Linked DNA regions of Nothobranchius furzeri: region 2 is linked to region 1. The links are chromatin contacts, called in public Micro-C maps. All regions are on one chromosome and are shown on one strand. Each heading gives the region's core, a stretch centred on a gene start, on an enhancer-like site or on the middle of the called end of the contact. The rest is flanking DNA. Distances are from core to core; before and after follow the strand shown. Region 1 overlaps map3k5 (mitogen-activated protein kinase kinase kinase 5). Region 2 holds the start of tfap2b (transcription factor AP-2 beta).

Region 1 (5,304 bases), core at 651-3,150:
TACCACTACTTGATGGACTTTGTAAATTAAACTTCAATTTTACAAACTCCTCTACACTTCACAGACCTCTTTTTTGTCAAAGAACTCAAAATAGATGTGTTTATATTCTGTTTTTATAAGTCAAGGACAATTCTTCTTATTTGTTGCCCAATAAAATAATAAAGCTCTTCACCTTAAACACAAACTCAGAGTAGTTTGCTTTAGTGAGAAACATTGTCTACCTCAGGTTAGAATTATTGTGCGTGTGCGTGTGTGTGTGTGTGTGTGTGTGTGTGTGTGTGTGTGTGTGTGTGTGTGTGTGTGTGTGTGTGTGTGCGTGTGCGTGTGCGTGTGCGTGTATGTGTGGTGGAAACCCTTCTGCTCAGAGTACCTCCGTAGCATCTCCCTGCCGGTGCCGGTGGTGGTGGAGGACACCAGCAGCAGCAGCGAGTATGGCTCCGTCTCCCCTGACAACGACCTCAACACCAACCCATTCATCTTCAAGCCCAGCGTCAAGTGCTACAGCGAGAGGGATGTCAAGGGGCCCAGGTCCCTCTTTCTCAGGTAGAACACTTGAAATGGACAGAGTCGTGGCTGCTGCTTGCTGCAGACGAGTTTCACGCATAGCCTCACGACTGTGAAACACTAAACCAGTTGTCAGTATAAAGGCCAAAGCAGGTTTATTTCAGATTAAGGTCTGAGAAGTCTTTAACAGTGGATTTTCTAATGTAAAAATGATACAAAACAGCAGAAAATTTTGTTTTTGAACAGATTTACGAATTACGAGCCATCTAACTAAATGTCCATAGGTGTCCTTAAGACTTTTGCATATAATAAAAGAACGCACTAAACCAAACCGCCGACTATTTATCTCAGCATTCCAGTGGAGAACTTTGAGGATCACAGCGCTCCTCCGTCTCCCGACGAGAAAGACACAGGCTTCTTTATGCTCCGCAAGGACAGCGAGAGGCGAGCCACGCTGCACCAAATCCTGACCGAGGACCAAGACAAGGTTGTGGCCAACCTGATGGAGGCCCTCACACAGGTTGGGAATGGAAGAAACTAACAGGAGGGCCAGGGAGACGCAGTGTTAAAATCTTCTGTGGTTCTCTGACCTTCAGGGCTCTGAGGAAATTAAAGTAAAACCGCAGCACATCTCCATCCTCGTAGTGAGTCTGGCTGACTTCATCCGCATGGCCGACAGGAAGATCATTGCCAACACCTTGTCTCAACTCAAACTGGACCTGGACTTTGACAGCACCGCCATCAGCCAGCTGCAGGTCATACTGTTCAGCTTCCAGGATGCTGTAAGTTCATCACTACAACAGGGAGGTTCGATAAATCCTCCTCTAATTTTCCCTTCTGGGAATAATCAGTCCATTGAAATCCTTGAAATGACTTTAAATAGCACCAGATTAAAACCCAAACATCACTCCTCCTCCATGCCTGAGTCATGTGACTTCCTGTCTGTTACATCCCTGTAGAGCTCTGGGTGTTTTGTTGTAAATGTTTTACGTCAGGCAGCAGAAGCCTGTCTGTTTCCTTTTCCTCCTGCGCCGAGATAATAAAGTAAAAATGATTCATAAGCTTTAAGAAAAGAGGTCTTCAGACAGGAGGAACTGCACATTCTGCAAACAGGCTCATCAGAAATGCTAAACGAATAACATAAGAGAAAATGGTTGTTAGTGTATTGCATAATCTGAGGTGGGAAAATGGAGTTCTGACGCCCCCTGCTGGTCATCGATGCACCCAGAGGATTTTTTATGTGTAGTGCACGACTACTTAGACTTGTAAATATGAAAAGTTTGTTTTCCTTTATGTTTATAGGTGAATAAAGTGCTACGAAACCACAACATCAAGCCTCATTGGATGTTTGCTCTGGACAACATCATCCGTAAAGCAGTGCAGACCGCCATCACCATCCTGGTGCCAGGTAGTATCATCCATGTTTAGAGCAGAGCACCTCTAAATGAATTATCCCTCCCTCCAGCCCTGGGCCAAACTGGCAGGATAAATCCAGGGATATGAAGAGGGAAGAATATAGAGCTAAAATGCATTATAGATGCATACTTTTTGCATGCTGGCTGTGGTTTTTAGAAGTATTCCTTGGCCGACGCCACGACTCTCACCTGAGTGTTAAATTGTTCATTAAAGTGTTTCTCTTGGTCACGTTATCTTTGATTTAAAAAGTTGTATTTTGCACATTTGGAAGTATTTGCAAGTTTTTATCCTTGCTTTGAGTAAAGTTATAATTAATTACAGATTAGCCGTGGTAGATGGCTTCCTGAATTGCCTCTGTTTGGAGAAACAGATTAGCATCCGTTAGTAGAGATAGTCTTCTTAGTGTAATTATTTATCATCCTAAAGTAAGAAAATCTCTATATTTTTTAAAATAGTGATATAATTTCTAACAAAAACAAGATGACCAAGTAACATTTATAACAATATACAACCGATGAAATGCTAGAGTTAGCAGGCATCGCTACCACTAGCTTGCATGGTCATCCATTGTTGCCCATCCAGTTGATGTTTGCAGACAAAACTTAGAGAAAGTTGTTGTCAACATTAAATGTGTGGTTTACTCGTTTATTCAATACATTTGCAGTTTTCTCTAATGTAAATCAATGCCTTATGAGTCATGAGATGCAGATGTTTGCTGGTGAGGAGGTGGACTGAAAACAGCAGAATTGCTCATTATTATTAATGATATGCACACACCTTGCTTTTAATTGGCTAACAGAACGTGTTCAGCCATGTTGCACAGGCACTATCACCAACACACTCTGCTCTCTCTCTTTGCTGCAAAAAAAATTTTTTAAGCCTTCCAGTGGGCAGACGTGAGTCAAGATGGGAGAGGCCATGAATGCAAATTCACAGTGTGACATCACAGTGTGAGGATTTTCAAATCCTAGCATTTCACCATCTATTTTCTATCAGAAGCTAACAGAGGAGATTAGTGTGGGAGATTGTTTTCATGTTCAGCCTGCATGAAAAACTCAGTGACCGATTATAATTAGAAATAGTTTAAAAAAAAATTCAGTCAACCACACCTTTAATCAAAACCTTTGGGTTAATATTATGTCCTAACCTTTACACTCGGCCTCACAGTTATTGATTTTCTGGGGACATCCGTTCATGTTTCTGCAAGGTTTTCCACCGTGATTGTCCATGTTGTCGTTCCTGAGTATGGTGTCGAGTCGGGCCAAATCCCCACTCTTAATCAGCAAATGGGTACAGCAGCTAAAATACCTAAGAAACGTACCTTTCCCTGCTCGCTGTCATGAGTGAATATTGTGAGATTCGTGCCTTGTTTGCCTTTCCAACTTTAATAAAGCCACGCTGTATGGCCCACATGAACAGAATCCACTGCATAGTGGATACATTTACATCATGGTATCATCATGATAGGTTTTTTCTAAGCAAGACATAATTACTAGTGGTATTGTGAATGACCTGATACACCCATCCCTAGGTTGAATTTAAATTGTTGTACATGAATTATAAATATATATTAAAAATAGTGCCTTTGTTACCTTTTTGCCAGCTTTTGATACAGCTCTAACAACTTGATAGATAGATAGATGGATAGATGGATAGATAGACTCCATGTCCAGATTAAATTACAAAAACCATAAACAAGCTACATAAAAACACACTTTAAAAAAATGTCGTTTCTTATGGTTCCAACAAAGATGATAAAAAGCTACTTGTGCCTTAGACAGCTTGCCAGTGTTTCCAAAGCTCAGACTGATGGTGAGCGGCACTAAGGTTAACGTTTAACAACTGAATCAATATATGTTTGATGCATTTAATCTGCTGATGAAATTCTGTAGACAATGAATCACATCTTGAAGGGGTTTAACTTGTAAACAATTTACAGGAAGAAAAATATTGAGACAAATATCATAAATCAGAATTTTGCTCAAAGATACTGGATTGTAAGTTCTGGTCCATATGGCTCAGCACTACTTTTAAGTAAAACTTTAGTTTCTCACACTTCCTACTGGTTGGAAACAGTATTGCAATTGTTGCAACCAGCAGCCTGCTATAGCTAGCGCTAAAAATGAGCTAACGCTAACACAAGACTACTGATACTAAAAAGGCCATGAAGTAAAAAGATCAACACTTTTGGACAAAAAATGATTACTCACAAGTCCATTAGCAACAAAGCCAGGTCACCATCAGGCCGTGATGTTGTAGCTTCCTTTAGCTCCCTCAAGCTAGTGTAGGCCACGCTGATGTTCACTCTGGTTTTTGCTCTTTGCGCCACTTCCAAAGACATTAGTCTTTTACTTTTAAGTCCAGGTGTAGCACATTTCAAATTATCATCGTAGGTAAGGAGGAAGACTCAGGAGACACCAGTCTGGATACTGGAGACATTGGTGCCAACCAGAACTCTGGGCAAACCTTTAAAACAGTGGCAGAAGGCACAATTTAGTAATACAGCTCTATTTAAGTGCTAAAAAATGTAGGAAAAAGTACATTAGCACTATTCAATGCATTTTTACTGACAAAAATTGTTCTGATTCATATTCCTCGGTCATTTACATATTTTCACAGCTTACCAAGTTATTTTTGTGTTTTTAGCATTTCATTTTAAGTATCAGAGCTTAAACAGGTGCTAATTTAAATCAAAAGAAAAAAAAGAGGACCTCAGTTTACCAGCATACAGGCTGCTTATCTCAGCTAGCAGGCTGTGCACATGGCGAAAGTGTCTGTGTAACACTAATTATGCCCCCTGTGCAACAGTTACCAGAGAGGAACTATAATATATCAGCACCACTAAATGTATGTATGAAAAAAATTTAACGTTACACAATGACCCAAAACCATAGATGACATAAAAAAATCATTACTGAAAGTTTTGTGAAGGTTCATTTCACCAACCAGAAATATAATCGTGCAACACAGGCTCCGCCATGATGCCAACAAAGAAGGAAACAACTTCTTCTTGTGCTTTTTTATTGGCTGTCTGCAAACTGAAACAGCTAACTGCTGCTAGCTATTATATGAGCTATCAGCAGAGTGAAGAGCTGTTGCTGTAAAGCAGGTAGAGACTTTTTCCACCGGTGCCAACCAAAGCCATGAAAGTTGTTAAAGTAACAGTGAGTAACCTGTTCTAACTCAACAATCAGTCAGACCAATGTTAAAACTATCAGGTGTTACTTCAAAGGCAGTTTCTGGTCTAACGTTAAGTTACTCAAGTCTCTGGCTTAAGAACCACTGGAACCAGTTATAAAGCAATAGCTCAAAGTGTTAAAAGCTGGCACGTTCATTCATTCAGTTTAACTGTATTATCACTCATTGAGTTCATCTTGTATTTAC
Region 2 (5,149 bases), core at 2,418-4,917, 180 kb before region 1:
TTTTCATCACACAGGACTTCATTTAATCTTCTGAGTCCTTGATTTAAAATCTGCATCATGATCTCACTGTAATCCTCGATGAGTCTGCTCTGTTCCGCGTTAAACCGATCATGAGTTTGACACGTTGCTTTTTATTTCTGCAGATTTTTTTAACAGAGGCGACTTTAATCATTGTTTCTCCAGAAGGAGGAAGAGATGCTGAGGGAGGAAAAATGCTCTTTAAATCGGTTGTGTGAGAGCTTCTGCCACACACACAAATGCACGCGCACCCACACACACACACACACACACACACACACACACACACACACACACACACACACACACACACACACACAGTATAAATCAGCGCGTGCTTAATATTATTTGGTGATTGGATCCACTCGTTTCCCATAACCGCCCAGATGAGTTACCCTCACAAGGTTTTTACTAAAAATACACCCTTCAGCTCAGAAACACAGAGGTGAATTAAACAGTCGGAGGTCTCAGTGGGACCAGAACTCCTGCTGACTGAGCCCCACAGTCACGAACGCCAAACTCTTCTAACTTCTAAGCCCATCTCTGCCAGCTTCTCTCCTCTGAAGCTCTAAACCTCCTGCTCCCTGCTTCCACTCATCTTCCCCCTGCCTCTCTGCTAAAACCTCTTCCTCCTCCATCCTGATCCTGTTCAGTCCCAGGAACGTTCCCGGTCCTTTTCTTCTCTGCTGCCATCCTAAACTGTCCTTGTCACACCCTGCCATCGTGCACTCACAGTCCAAGGGCCTTTTCTGTTCATTAAATCCTGTGAGAAATCGTAAAGAACAAGGACAGGATGAGCTGTTCTATGTCCATTTCTGCTGATTTGGTTTGTTTGAGCCTGGAAGGTAATTGCATTCAATATTTGCATCAAGCCAAAATCTTTAAAAGCTATTTTCTTACTTTGTAACACTTTTTTTTCTCAAAAAACTGAAAGCAGTCATGAATATTTCAATTTTTTTTGTATTTTATGCAAAATTTACTCAAAATTAAAGATGTAAAACCCTAAATTAGTACAAATGACATTTTCTCATAAAATACTATATTATTTTATTCTCATTTAAACTGTCAGAGATCACTACATCTACAATGACAAGACGGTGTATCACCACTGCTTTTATCTGGTGTTTTAGCGCCACCCAGTGGCCAGTATTTAAACTGCAAAGTCATGTTTAGAATTTGTTATCCTATAATGACTATTTATGATTTTATCTGAGAGTGAAAGGCTGGGATAAAAAAAAACCAGATATTTTTCTAATGCATCAAGATTATATCTATTAATCACACTTTAATTTACCGTAAACACAAACGTTTAATTATAAATTCTGTATGTAACAATTTATAACATGTTTTTCTATTTTATACAAAAAAATTACAAAAATTCTTTATTTGTTATTCATTGAAATAAAAAATTATAATTCCAACAGCATAAGGATCCTTGGAGTGTAATGATGTGACTGCATGCAGGAAATTCAACAGAAAACTGAGTATTGGGGTCATTTAAAGGATAAAAACTGTGAATCTTAAACCAATTCTTGATTGTGAAATGCTGAAAGGAACTTGTTTGTGGGTGGCATCAAGTGTGTGTGTGTGTGTGTGTGTGTGTGTGTGTGTGTGTGTGTGTGTGTGTGTGTGTGTGTGTGTGTGTGTGTGTGTGTGTGTGTGTGTGTGTGTGTGTGTGTGTGTGTGTGTGTGTGTGTGTTTTAATGTATGCTGATACATCGTGTGTCAAAGCCCTGCAGGACAAGCAGCACCCCTACGCCTCCAGACTCCCAGACTGTCAGGACATCTGCTACTGCTGACAGTCATATGTCCTGCCGTGTGTGTGTGTGTGTGTGTGTGTGTGTGTGTGTGTGTGTGTGTGTGTGTGTGTGTGTGTGTGTGTGTGTGTGTGTGTGTGTGTGTGTGTGTGTGTAAGATGGGTGGATCTTTGGCAGCAGGTCGTTGCAGAAATTATGGGAACAGACGTTCTTCTTAAACATTCATGCCTCCTATCCTCAGTGTCCCTTTTTTTCTTATTATTTAAAATTTATTTCAGAAAACTTTAATCAGCGAGCAAAACCAATATTTCAGCATGAAAATATATTTTCAAAGCTTCAGTTATGCCGGGTCGTAGATTTTTAAGATAAAAATGTTGCTTTTGAACTAAAAGTGCATTTTTTGTAAAGATATCTCCTCCCACAGACCTATTTTATGTTTCCCTGCCTTTCAGTGAAAAAAACTTGACTTTATTTAACAGTCATCAAAGTTTGCAGCAAAAATAATCTGAAGAATCCCACTTCTTAGACAATTTCTGATGAATGGGTGTACGTGCAGTAAGAGGACGCTAGGGGGAGCCAACTGCACAGTCACAGGTTCATGTGCGTTTTTATTATTTATGTTCTGCAGCTCTAAGAAAAGCCACTGAATGGTGTTGTAACTCATTTACGATCAAATTATCTTAAAATATAAAACTAACGCATATTACTGACATTTAAAAACGTGGTTTTGATTATTTCTTTAATTGGAGACAAATAGTTCATAATCTCCACATTTATTATGAAATGATGAAACAGGAAGTGATGCAATTCCATTTTATAGATGTGTAATACAAACCAACCATGACCTTACATTATAATTTAGCCAATTATTTTATTTCAACATGCTTATTTATTCGTCCTGCTTTACTGATGAAGACTTGTGATTTAAACGTTTTTTTTTTGACAAAACATGTAAAAATATTTAAGGATTTTTTTAAAAAATAATGCAACATGTTAAATCACTATTTTGTAATATATGATGAACATTCAAAACATGTAGCTCCTCTGTTCTATTTTTGTCTCATGTTTGAGCCAAAAGGTGGTGGGATATAAATAAAACCAACAATTTTAATGTCTGTTCTTGAGAATTAAAGACTAAATAAGCTTAACTTATTGCTAACTTTATATTTAATCCCTCAGTTCATGCATTTAAATGAGTTTCTTTAAGAAAACAACAATTTAAATAAGATGCATAAAATTAAAATGATCCCATTTGTATGAGCCTAGAATAAAACAAGCAAATGTTTGGATTTTTTAAAATAAAAAAACATACAAAATGGAGGAATCACTGAAACTTTAATAACAAATGCCTTCCAGCTACTCTAAATTATGTTTTTTTCTTTTAATGTGGCAAAACAAATATAAATGCTGTGGAATAAACTCCCCTTTATGAACTTTATTAAGCCCAAACATAAAAATGCATCCTACTTTTGGAATAACTGCACTAAACTACAATAAAAGAACATTTTTTCAATTTTTCCAAAGATATTTCAGAATAAAAGCAGTACTCTGGTTGTCATCTGGACACTCTCGTTCCTTTTAAACATGCATAAATATTTTTGCACAAAATCTATCAGAATTTCCAAATTTTTGAAAGCAAAGAAATTGTTTAACATGTGCAACCACGTTGATAACACTGATATTCGCATGAAGAATGAATTTTATCTGATTATCTTCTCCTTTTTGCCCAAACACTTAATAAAAACATCATTACTTTTGTGCGTATTTGTTCGGGTGTGAACAGCATGTTTTATTAACCGTAATTATTGCACAGATCCATGATAAATAAAACATACATCCTCTTTTCTTATTTGCTGCTCCTATCAGGCAGCCTGCTGCTGTCAGATCGCCCTGCAGCTCCTTCTCACAGTGGTGGAGTCCTTCCAGGGGTTCCCCATTCACAAAGCCTGCCTGCCTGAAATCAGAGGGCGGAGGGAGAGGAGGGAGGAGAGAGAAAGAGAGTTGAGGCATCTCTTCCTCACTTGACTGCATTCGGTTTACCGTCACCGGAGAAGCGACCATGCTGTGGAAACTAGTTGAGAATGTCAAGTATGAAGATATTTACGAGGTAATGTTCTCCTGCAGCTGTTTGTGGTGTGTGTGTGGGGTGTTAAAAATGCAGCAAGTGGGAGTTTTCTGTGAAGCTCTGGGCCCAGTTTGTGTTTTTGATGCAGTAACGGGATCTGAGTGGATTTCTGTTAGTCCTCAGATAATATAAATGTTCATAATGTTGGTTTTGTGGAGCTACGCTTTTTTATTTACTCATAAAATGTGTTTTTCTGCTGAAAAATGCATTTTAAACTTTTTGAGAATAGCATAAATTTTGGTTAAAATGTGCTGCAGCACCACAACTTCAACCGAAGATTGTTTGGGAAATTGCAGAAATCGTGAAGGAATCCAAGAAAAGACTATTTTGGACAGAAATATAGTTTTACTTTATGGGGGAGAATTAAAGAGGCTCGCGCTCAAAGCGCACCAACAGCGGCTGTAGCGCGCGAGGCCCCACGGCTGCCTTTCAGCCCGGTGGGAAGTCCGGGTCTCATGCAGCACATGGCTTTTCTCCCACGGTGCGAAGGAGGGCAGGGCAGGATGTTGTTAAACAAGTCTCTCAGCATCAAGTTCAACCGCTTGTTAAAGAGCCGTGACACCGTTCACGCGAGCCCCTCACGCGCCCCGTCGGGTCGGGTGTTCTGACTGACAAAAGGCAGCTGTGCGCCGGATCTGACGTATCAGCGGCGCTAATTTACTTAATAATTATTATATAGGCTAGAATCATCATAATCAGATCATTAATAGAAGAGAGTGCGGCGTAGATGATGAGTGCGCGTGCACGTATGACTTCAATAAAAACAACTTTTTACTTTTGCGCAAAAATGACGTCTCCTGTTGCGCCAAATTCTGCCAGGGAAAGTCCTCTCGGACCTGCTCACTTTCTCCCGTGCTGTTCTCCATCTCCTGCAGCGCGCGCGTCGTTTCGGCTCTCCAAGGCATTTCAACGTCACTCACGGTTTCGCGAGAGCCTCCACGCTCCATGTGTCGCCAGTCCCCTGCCTGGCGCGCATTAATATTCCTGTAAGTCTCAGTCATGAATAACAATTACACCGGATACCGGGGGTAGAGGCGGGAGCTCCTCGGTGCTCACAGTCATAGCGGCGGCAGCTCGGGGCGCAGGAAGGTTCTGAGAGGAGTTCTGCTGAACGGGCCTGCCTGCAGACACCAAGGTTCTGCTTTGACCTGGAATGCGTTTGTGTGTTCCATTCTGAGTCCGCTCGGAGCTTCCAGATGTTGGTTCATCCCTACTCCACCGGGGTGAGTTTTCTCTGTTGGGTGAGTGT

What was found. Hi-C and Micro-C count contacts between places; a contact is called where the count stands out from the background.
Region 2: a Micro-C map of tail fin shows a contact between it and region 1, with 7 times the contacts expected there. The contact joins the promoter of tfap2b here to the enhancer-like site in region 1. A contact is called at or near these places in 2 of 2 Hi-C or Micro-C datasets (skeletal muscle and tail fin).

What each region holds. Positions count from the first base shown.
Region 1 is chr2:11,442,442-11,447,745 of NfurGRZ-RIMD1, reverse strand. map3k5 (mitogen-activated protein kinase kinase kinase 5) reads left to right here. Exons shown (of 30, transcript XM_015947629.3): 22 at 366-543; 23 at 856-1,024; 24 at 1,101-1,286; 25 at 1,807-1,912. Among protein-coding and RNA genes, the nearest start is that of lrp11, 9.1 kb to the right of the region's middle. Within about 2 kb of position 1,900, at least 1 of the 3 cell types and tissues checked has an H3K27ac peak or open chromatin away from gene starts, as enhancers often do. A contact at or near this core is called in tail fin, where this site is marked.
Region 2 is chr2:11,624,670-11,629,818 of NfurGRZ-RIMD1, reverse strand. tfap2b (transcription factor AP-2 beta) reads left to right here and starts at 3,667. Exons shown (of 7, transcript XM_015947631.3): 1 at 3,667-3,882. The coding sequence starts at 3,835.